Regions from separate parts of the Rattus norvegicus genome. Here region 2 is linked to region 1. The links are chromatin contacts, called in public Hi-C maps. All regions are on one chromosome and are shown on one strand. Each heading gives the region's core, a stretch centred on a gene start, on an enhancer-like site or on the middle of the called end of the contact. The rest is flanking DNA. Distances are from core to core; before and after follow the strand shown. Region 1 holds the start of Gpx8 (glutathione peroxidase 8). Region 2 has its middle 20 kb from the start of Cspg4b.

Region 1 (5,048 bases), core at 1-2,500:
ACACCCAGCCCCGCACACCACAGAAGCTGGGGACAGGCCCTCTGGAGCATCAGGAGCATCAGAAAGCCAGCGTCTCAGTTCACTCTTGACTTCCTGGCAATGTGCAGTGCCACCAAGTCGATGGCATCTTGGTCTAGAATCCCCTGTGTGGTAAACAGGGCAGATCCTGAGGAGACTGGGAATGTGCAGCCCTCAGCTGCCTCCGGTTTCCATCCCCAATAACTGTGATCTTCAGACCAAAGGCCCCGTGTACCAAGCTAGAGCCAAAGAGAAAAGAGATGAAAGATACAGCAGCTACTGAGTGTGTCCGCATAGACGTGGGCTTGCAGGCTTTGTTTGGCGTTTGTGCTTGAACTCTGCTAATTAAATATTTGAATTCTGCTGCAAAGGTTCTGCTTTAATATTGAGCCCAGGATTTTTTCATCTACAGTTTGGAATCTATTAACAAGTCATTTTCATAGGTCAGAACCATGTTGCCACAGAAGTGCAATAGACAGGATTACAGAGTAGGTCAAATTTCTCAGTGGGGTGTGTGTGTGTGTGTGTGTGTGTGTGTGTGTGTGTGTATCTGTATGTCTGAGCAGCGCACATGTACGTTTGGTTACATTGTAAAATATCTCACCAGTGACGAAGACAAAACAGAAGAAAACAAAAGCTGCTACGGTTTCTGATAGAGAAGGGGTGTTATGCCTTTATGTCTTTCTATTTTGCTATATTCTTCTGGTATCTGGTTGCATTCACTAGATGAAGTCTGAATAAATAGGATGCCTTTTCCAAACTTCGTTGTTCTATTATAAATTCTTTATATTCATATAGTACGATCAATAAACAGATAAAACTTGTAAGTTTCTTGTGGTCACATGTCATATTAACAGACCACATTAATCTACACTCTAAGCTATTCCTGGGTGCTATTCGGTCCTCCACACCCAATCCACTGCTCAGAGCGTAACCACTCATTTCCAAGTTACAAGAGCGCCACCTTCTGGTGAAACGTTTTCATAGAAGGGGAGGGGGTGTCTTAAGGATCTGCTAAAACCAGGCGAATTCTTCTATCCAAAACAAAAAAAAACAAAAAAACAAAGTTAAGTGCAGCCACTCTAACAAATACGTTGAGGTTTTTTGAGTTTCTGACTTTGTTTGATTCTTCTGGGAAGAGTCCTCCAGCTATTCAGCGTTCAAGGGGTCTTTAAACCCTTCCGGTCCTCCTTAAGCTCCGCGGGTTTCAAGTTTCAGCTCCTCCTTGAATTCCAGCCTGCTGAGACTCCCAGAATCATCCAAAATGGAGCCTCTCGGTGCCTACCCACTAAAATGTTCCGGGCCCAAAGCAAAGATATTTGCAGTTTTGCTATCTATGGTTCTGTGCACCGTGATGCTTTTTCTCCTTCAGTTAAAATTCCTGAAGCCGAGAATCAACAGCTTCTACTCCTTTGAAGTGAAGGATGCCAAAGGAAGGATGGTGTCTCTGGAAAAGTTCAAAGGCAAAGTAAGTCTTTGGGTTTTTATTTCTGTTGTTCCTCGGCCCTGATACTTATTCTCACCATAGAATAGGGTTCGTTACAGCCGTAATTTGAAGTCTTCAAAGTAATATTGTTAGATGTGCTTTTAGTTATCAGAGTTTTAAGTGCCTTAAATTTCCGATCCATAACGCGACTGTTTTTCTCGAAAGCTGCCTTCTCTTTCGTGCGGAACTGATGATGTTTTATCTAGAAGATGCTGTGTGACTATGTGAGACCCGTTACTAGGAGTGTTCTTTATGTAATCTAACTAAAACTTTGTCACAGTCGTCGCCCATTCATTTGAATTATGGTTTTCAATAAAGTTGGATCTGTCTAAAAATACGGAATCAGACGCCATAGTCTCCCAAAATGATTTAGGATTTTAACTGCATGAGGATTTTTTTTAATCTTTTGCTTCTCTTTCCGGTGGGGTTTTTTCTTTTTCCGGGAGGCTTCCCTAGTTGTAAACGTGGCTAGTGACTGCCGGTTCACAGACAAGAGTTACGAGACCCTCAGGGAGCTGCACAAGGAGTTTGGGCCCTATCACTTCAACGTCCTGGCTTTCCCGTGCAATCAGTTTGGAGAATCGGAGCCCAAGTCCAGCAAGGAGGTAGAATCTTTTGCAAGAAAAAACTACGGAGTCACATTCCCCATCTTCCACAAGATTAAGATTTTAGGGCCGGAAGCAGAACCTGCGTTTAGATTTCTTGTTGGTAAATATCTACTCTGCCTCAATGTTGTTCATTCCTTCTCCTTTCATACATTAAATATAAGTGATATAAAGAAAAAAAAGATTATTAGGACCATAACTCATATTTTTACTGGGAAATTTTCATAAAACTGTCGAAGATCCAGAACTTCACCCTTTGTAACTTCTAGAAGAAGTTGTATGCCCCTAAAATTGATGTTCTGACTTCTTAGATGGTAAAGAATTTTACTTTGGTATGTTTTTATTTCTGCGGCCATCGTGGTGAAGGCTTTATGTGACGTGTGGGGTCACCTGCTTTCCCTAAGTATTTCAACTTTCCCATCATCTCACCAGCCTTTGGGGCAATACCCCTGCCTCTTACTAAGGCTGCACATTTCAGGAATACCTGTGGCTGGACATCATTAACTGAATATGTCTTTATGTTTAGTTTACGGTGGCCTTTTTTATCAGAAAAATTATCCTCAAGATTGACCTGTCAGTTTGCCAGGGTTTTGCTGAAATTCAAAGCAGAATAACTTATTTTCAAAGCCCAGTCACGTGAGGGTTCCTCTGTAATTAAGCTGGCCACAGCCGTCTATTTAAAGCACAATAAAGCACCTGTAAGGCAATGAGCAGGAAACCTGTGGCTTTTATTTGTGGGGTAAAAGGCAGAAAGGAGCCCTGCCTTGAGCAAAGCACCCAAGTACAATCTAACCAGAACGCTGCAAATGCTACAGCTCTAAGCTCTTACGGGGGTGGGGGGGGGGAGGCTGTGGAACCCAACTCCCTTCACACAACCAAAAATGCAACAGTGTGAAGTCTCACTGAACTGAGACAGGCGAGGAAGAGCCCAGAGGTAACGTCTACAGATTCTGGAAGAGGGTATCAGCTCTGCCTCGACCACTGACTGGCTACGCAGCATCCACTTTAGGCCTCCCCTGTCTCATTTGCAGGATATTGAAGATAGCAATACCCACCTCTGGGGGTTGCGAGAAAGACTGAGTCCACTGAGTCCGTTTGAACGTTGAGCACATTTGGCCAGGCACAGAATCGGGACTTGATTGTAGCTTTAGGTGCTGTTATCTTTTTTAAAAGACATTTTTATTTTTATGTATATGAGTGTTTTGCCAGCATGTATGTATTTGAACATGCGTGCATGGTTCCCAGTCACCTGAAGCTGGAGTCACAGGTGGTCGTGGGCCACCACATGGATGCCGGGGATGGAGCCCAGGTCCTCTGCAAGAGCAGAATTCACTCTTAACCACAGAACTCTCTCTCCAACCCCCCAGTTCCTATCTCTTTTCCTCATATTCATCAATATTAGGGACATAGATCCCAAATTATATAAATTAGGAAATTCACATTAAGATTTATCAAAAGAATGTTGTAATTTCTCAGTGACTATCCCAAGTCCCCTGCCTTTTTCAGCTATATTGTTCTGAGCAATATTTGGAACATTAGTACATTAAATATGAAAGATTAAGTCATATGTTCCTTTTTCCAAGGACTTTAGAATATTTTATCTTTTTAAAATGTTGGAAACAGACTGAAGTGGTGGCAAACACTACAGTCCCAGTACTAGGAAGGTGGAGCCTTGGAAGATTAAGAGTTCAACGCTAGCTTTGGCTACATAGAGAGTTCAGAGCTAGCCTGAGCTATGTAGTGAATTTGAGGCCAGCCTGGGCTGCATGAATGTTAAGAACTAAAGATTAAACTTGTTCGGTCTTGCTAGGCCTGGTGGCACACACCTGTTAGTCCCAGCATCCAAGAGGCTGAATCAGAAGAGTCACAAGTTCAAGGCCAGCTTGGGCTACATAGCAAACAACAAGAGAAAATGCATTTAGATCAAAAACTCTAAAATATGCAACTTTGTTTCATGTCTCAACTCTAGATCAGGACAGCTACCTGTGAAGTCTGGTTATCGAAGTCCTGAGCTCTTCCCTGAATGGTTGTTTTGTTTTTCGTATTATTAATAATATTAGGACAATCCTAGTACCTGGTTATAATATTGTCACTTATGCATACGCTAATAAAACTGAAAATATCAACAAAGAATAAAATCATACTCATGAAAATATATTCTGAATGTTTTAGATTCTTCCAAGAAGGAACCAAGGTGGAACTTTTGGAAGTATCTGGTCAACCCTGAGGGACAAGTCGTGAAGTTCTGGAGGCCAGAAGAACCCCTTGAAGCCATCAGACCTCATGTGTCACAAATGATTGGGCAAATCATTCTTAAAAAGAAAGAGGATCTATGAAAGCACCGTGGAGTCAGGCCAGTACAAAAGGACAGAGGGCCTCCTCTTAGATTCCAAAACATACAGTGCGAAAAGATGTTTAAGGCCATCTTACTACTAAGTTGCAGTGGCTGTCCCCAAGATAGGAATGTTACAAAGGAGGGAAGAAGGGGTTGAGGTCTTAGCCAAAGAATCATGATGAAGTATATTACTTCTACTGACCAGAAGGGAAATCCAGGATGCTCTGTCACCAATACCCTTTACTGTTACAGTCCAACTTAATTTTCTCTAGGGTTAACCTTGTGGGAAATCCAATGCCCAAGGTCACCATGTGGGCCAACGAACACTGTGAGGGTGGCAATTTTGGAGTGACCAACTCTAGATGTAATAAAATATACAATGAATGTTGCAAAATATAAAGTGCATTTTTTTTCTTTCTTTTCAGTTTTTTGAGACAGGATTTCTCTGAGTAGCCCTGGCTATTCTGGAATTCACTCTGTAGTCCAGGCTGGCCTTAATTCAGAGATCCACCAGCCTCTGCCTCCTGTGTGTTGGGATTAATGGTGCGTGCCACCATGATTGGCAAAGTGCAGGCTTTCCAGTCATTGGATATATTTTGCTTCA
Region 2 (5,000 bases), core at 1,222-3,721, 240 kb before region 1:
CAGGAATTAAACTAATTACCGAGTTTCCTTTCAGTCTTGGAGTGGGAGTTGCTGATCATCTGTCTCTCAGCTTCGTTTGTTGGAGCTGCGGTTGGTACCATTCTCTTTTAATCACTTAGGTGCTAGAGTCCACACAGACTTCGTGTTTTTTTTAAAAAAAAGTGAGGACTCACACTAGTCTCCAAACATGAGCTGTAACCAGGATGTTGCTTTGTTCGTTGGAACATGTTAATTGCTTACTAAACTACACGCTGGCTGCATCAAAGCTCAGCAAACTTCCAGCACTTTTTCAGTCACGGCCAAGAGCTGGACAGCGAACAGAGCTAGCACAGCGTAATGACGTAGTAACTACTCCGTTTCACCTGGCTTTCCCTGAAGATGCTCTGGTTACCTGCCTGGAAATTTGACAGTACAGTAAGGTGGCCATTACTGTGTCTTGAATCTCAGATGTAATCCTTTGTCCTCTGTCCAACCCACAAGATTATTCTACAATACACCAGCCCACCACTGAGTGCCTGGAAAGCTTACTCATTGAAAAAGAGACGTGTTCTGAGTGTGGCACTCCCAACACAGCCGTCCGACTCCTGGTTCAGCCAAGTAGGGGCAGCGAGATTCCAGTGTGTAAAGCGGCTGAGCGGTTCTGCAGTCAGGCAGTAAAGTGGACACCCAGAGCAGCGGGAACCCATCCATCCGTGTATCTACACAGGAGAAAACCTCCTTAGGGCTAGACCTAGAATTGGCTAAGTATCATTTTTCCTGATTCTATTTTTCAAACCATGTAACAGTGGCATCCCAGGTTCAAGGAGGAAAGAAAAGAGACACCTCTCTTGATGTGCACACATGGAGGGAAGGAAGTGATTGCTACCATATTTGGAAATTCCATGACATCATATCATGAATGTACCATAGTCTACATTGTCACGTGATCTAAGACGGTAGTTCTCAACCTTCCTAGTGCTGTGACCCCTTTAACGCAATTTCTCATGTTGTGGTGACCCCAACCACAAAATTACGTCCATTGCTGCTTCCTTACTAAGATTTTGCTACTGTTATGAGCTACAGTGTAAACATCTGATATGCAGGATGTCTGACATGTGACCCCTGTGAAAGACATCATCTACAAGTCCACACGCCCCTTCCCTCACCTTTAAGTCAACAGGCAAGACCTCAGACGTCATTCGTTTTTCTACTTTCTTTATCAAGTTCTTGTTGTAGTTTGGATCTTGCATACTCCCCTAAGACCCACATAGAAAAGATTCATCTCTAAACAATAATGTTATTAGGAGGCGGTGAACTTTTCCGGGGTAAGTTATTAGGAATATGTCCCTAGAGAAGGCTTTGGGACCTTGTTTTTTTCTTATCTCTATCAAGATTGTCCCCACTGTGACCAACTTGCCTCCAAGTGACTCCATGACCTGTGTTTTCCACCAAGACAGAAGGGGTTGGATAGCTTTCTGCTGTGGGGTGTCACCTGACATCTTTAGAGTTCTTTAAGACCAATGATTTAGGGGACTGGAGAGATGGCTCAGAGGTTAAGAGCACTGACTGCTCTCCCAGAGGTCCTGAGTTCAATTCCCAGCAACCACATGGTGGCTCACAACCCTCTGTAATGGGATCTGATGCCCTCTTCTGGTATGCAGATGTACATGTGGACAGAGCATAAATAAATAGATAAATAAATAAATAAATAAATCCATGGCTTAATAAAATAAAAAAGAGGTACAGATAGGTCATTACAAATTGAGGCTCAGACTTCTCTATCATCTTACTTTTTTTTCAATATGAGTATCTAAGGGTGTTGGGTCTCCCACCAAGAACGAGGGAGTGGCAGGTGGAGGGTGAATGTTTTATTTCTTTCTGAATTGTCTTCGATGTTCTTCCTGCCTCCAGTTTTGACAAGTGGGGGGACAGACACTAAACAAAAACCCTGGATGCATCATCCTGATTCCTTAGAAACAATGCTCAAAAATGTCCTTAGTACATTAACTCCATTTTGAAAGATTGAATGAGTCGGTTTCTACACTTTAAAATATTATGGTTGCTGGGCCGTGCCTGTAACCCCAACGCTTGGGAAAATAAGGTAGGAGAACCAGAAATTATTCAAGGCAAGCCTCAACTACAGAACAAGGTCTAAAAACATTGGGAAAAAAGATGACTTTGGTGTTATATATAAACAACTAAATTTTATGAACACAAAGTACAAACCTATGTTAACTATTGAGGTGCTAAGAGGCAAACGACGTTAGTCAAAGCCTCTCAGAGATGTGGTCCCCACCAGTAAGCCTTTTCTAGGTTCTGGAAGGAAGGCCGTGGGTAGGAGGGCCTCTGGACTGTCTAAGCATCCCACGCCGAGGAGGACCCGGAGTTCTGCCCCTGCTTCTAATCTCAGCAGCAGGGCTGAGCTCACACACTACAAAGAATCCGACACCACCTCACACATCAAGGCATTTCCTGGGGAAAAATACAAGTACTGTCCTCTGGGCTTTCCCAACTGCCAAACGCTTCAGGGCCATGCCTTTCGTTTTTCCCCTCTGGTTCATATCCTTGAAATGGACCAAGGGCAACATTTTATTTTATTTTCGCCTGTGATTCAGTGCTGATTCATTTCTTTGCTATTCTGTACTATTTTCCTTGCTATTTATTCTCTTTGTCTGAAGCTTATCTACCTCCTCCTAAAATTTCCTGGGGTTTAGGTTTTCTCCACCACGGGACTTATTAGATACAAAATGGCACAACTATCTCATAATGCTTGAAATATCGATTGTGCAAATGACTCTCTTATGGAACTATGACTCACTCTGACAGGTCATGCACTCACGTCCAGGCTCCGGTGCCTTCCTTTCTTCATTCCTTTGGCCTTAGACACTGTCAACCATAGCCATTAGGGCATTGGACATGACCAAGCATCTCACAAGATACCTTCGAGAGTGAAAGGAAATACTATGAACAATAAGAAAGCCTGGTTGAGCTGTACCAGATGTAAACTGGAATCTGCCTGGGCAAAGCAGGATTCAAAGCTGTCCAATTATTTGTACATTCTGAGGCAGCCTGGTGTGGTCAGAACTCCAATAAAAGCCAATCAGGCTGTGGGACTCAGAGAAATATTTTCACATTTATGAACATTGGGGCTATGAAAGCAATGAAAACTGAAATCTAGGATAAAAACCCTGAAAGTTAAAGCGTGTAGGACTTGCAGCTATCTGTCTGCTCCAGTTTACACAATGGTGACATTTCTCCTTCCGAGAGCCAAACACGAAACTGTCCCTTTTCTCTTCCTGACAGATGTGATTATTTTTAGATGATCAAAATGCCTACCGGGTGCAGAATTTTCCTCAAAACCAACTTCCCTACCCCCATATAAACTGGTGACATAGCTTTTGGGCTCCCTTTTAATTTTATAGGACTTCAACATCTACAGAAGCTGCTCTTCCAGTTAACTGATTATGCTCCACAGGTCTGCTGAGCCCTTTCTAGTGCCTCTCAGGTTTGTCATTGGGTTTCTGGACTTGAGCATTTACATTTCAGTCTCCCACCATTTCTGCTTCATTATTGATATTCACTATTTAGTGAGAGATTCTTTTAAAAAAAGGTTTATTTATATATGTACACTGTAGGTCTCTTCAGACACACCAGAAGAGGGCATCGGATCCCATTACAGATGGTTGTGAGCCACCATGTGGTTGCTGGGATTTGAACTCAGGACCTCTGGAAGAGCAGTCAGTGCTCTTAACCACTGAGCCATCTCTCCAGTCCTTAGTGAGAGGTTCTTCTCATACATTTATAATTTCTTAGACTTTATTCCTTTTAGTTCTTTTGGAAATATTGATAATCGCTTATTTAAAGTCTTCGCAAAATAAAGCTAAAGTCTAGGCAATTGGGGACAAGGATAGGCTGCCTTTGGTTGACATTTGGGAGTTTCAAAGAGCATGCTGTGAGGATGCTTGGAAGCCAGATTCTCACCTCCTCTGGGATTATTGCTATCTCGCTTTATCCAGTGACTTGCTTGCCTGGGATGGTTCTAATCCATCTTCTTTGTCACTGAAGTTTCTACTCGATTCTTTTTCACGATCAGCAAATGATGGGATATTTTGGATGATGTCTATTCAGATAGATACCGTCTGGTATCCGAATAACTGCATCAGCCCCGACCGACACCCTGACGTTCTCGGGACGGCCTGAAAGTGGTGGTTGCCACTCAGGTCAATCGGATCATGAGGGTATTTGATCCAATGTTGCTCAAACCCTCAGTGGTTCAGAAGAAGATGGAAATGTGAATCCTCTGTATAAAACTCTTCAAGGTTTCAACATGAGCCTGAGAAAAGAACCTGCCTAATAGGTCGTGGGTAATAAGAAAGCCAGACAGTTGGGAAGCCTCGTATAAGGTTGAAATGGGGGTGCATGAGAGTAAAACCCCTCCATTTCCAAACTTGGGCATTTGTGCTTTGTTTTTTTTTGTTTTTTGTTTTTTGCTTTTTTTTTTCAGTAGAAGATTAGAAGATGAACGAATTTTGAGTATTTCCCCAGTGTCTTTATTTGGGCACCACATTCATGTAATGCCCACTGAGGCCAGAAGAGAGTATCAGATCTCCCGGGACTGGAGGTGCAGACCCGAGTCACCGCGTGGATGCTAGGAATAGAACCTGGGGCCTCTGAAAGAGCTGCCAGTGATCTAAGCACTGGGTCACCTCTCGAGTCCCTGGATAGAATTTTAAAACGGGCATTAAGTGAAATACAATCGTGCTGACAAAACAAAAACAAACAACAGCAACAAGAAACACTCAAGATAGAAAAAAAAAAAAACATTTAAAGGGCCCAAGTCATCCTGAAGGTTTACCATAAAAACTGGGTGAGGAAAAAATAAGTATGACATGGAGTACAGCCCAACTTTGCCGTTGTGCCTGGGCCCAGCTCCTTGTGTGGAAAAACCTGTGCTCTGCCCACACGGATGCACCAAAATAGCAAGACACCAGCCGAGCTAATACGGACCGATGAATCACGGG

What was found. A called contact is a pair of places that touch in the nucleus more often than the background predicts.
Region 2: a Hi-C map of the A7r5 cell line shows a contact between it and region 1, with 5 times the contacts expected there. The contact joins the enhancer-like site here to the promoter of Gpx8 in region 1. A contact is called at or near these places in 10 of 12 Hi-C or Micro-C datasets (the A7r5 cell line, the Rat2 cell line, Schwann cells and 6 more).

The regions. Positions count from the first base shown.
Region 1 is chr2:46,409,442-46,414,489 of GRCr8, reverse strand. It overlaps Gpx8 (glutathione peroxidase 8), which reads left to right and starts at 1,250. Exons shown (of 3, transcript NM_001106411.1): 1 at 1,250-1,486; 2 at 1,951-2,212; 3 at 4,282-4,844. The coding sequence starts at 1,283. The coding sequence ends at 4,445.
Region 2 is chr2:46,650,767-46,655,766 of GRCr8, reverse strand. No RefSeq gene overlaps it. Among named protein-coding and RNA genes, the nearest start is that of Cspg4b, 20 kb to the left of the region's middle. Within about 2 kb of position 2,471, at least 11 of the 93 cell types and tissues checked have an H3K27ac peak or open chromatin away from gene starts, as enhancers often do. A contact at or near this core is called in the A7r5 cell line, where this site is marked.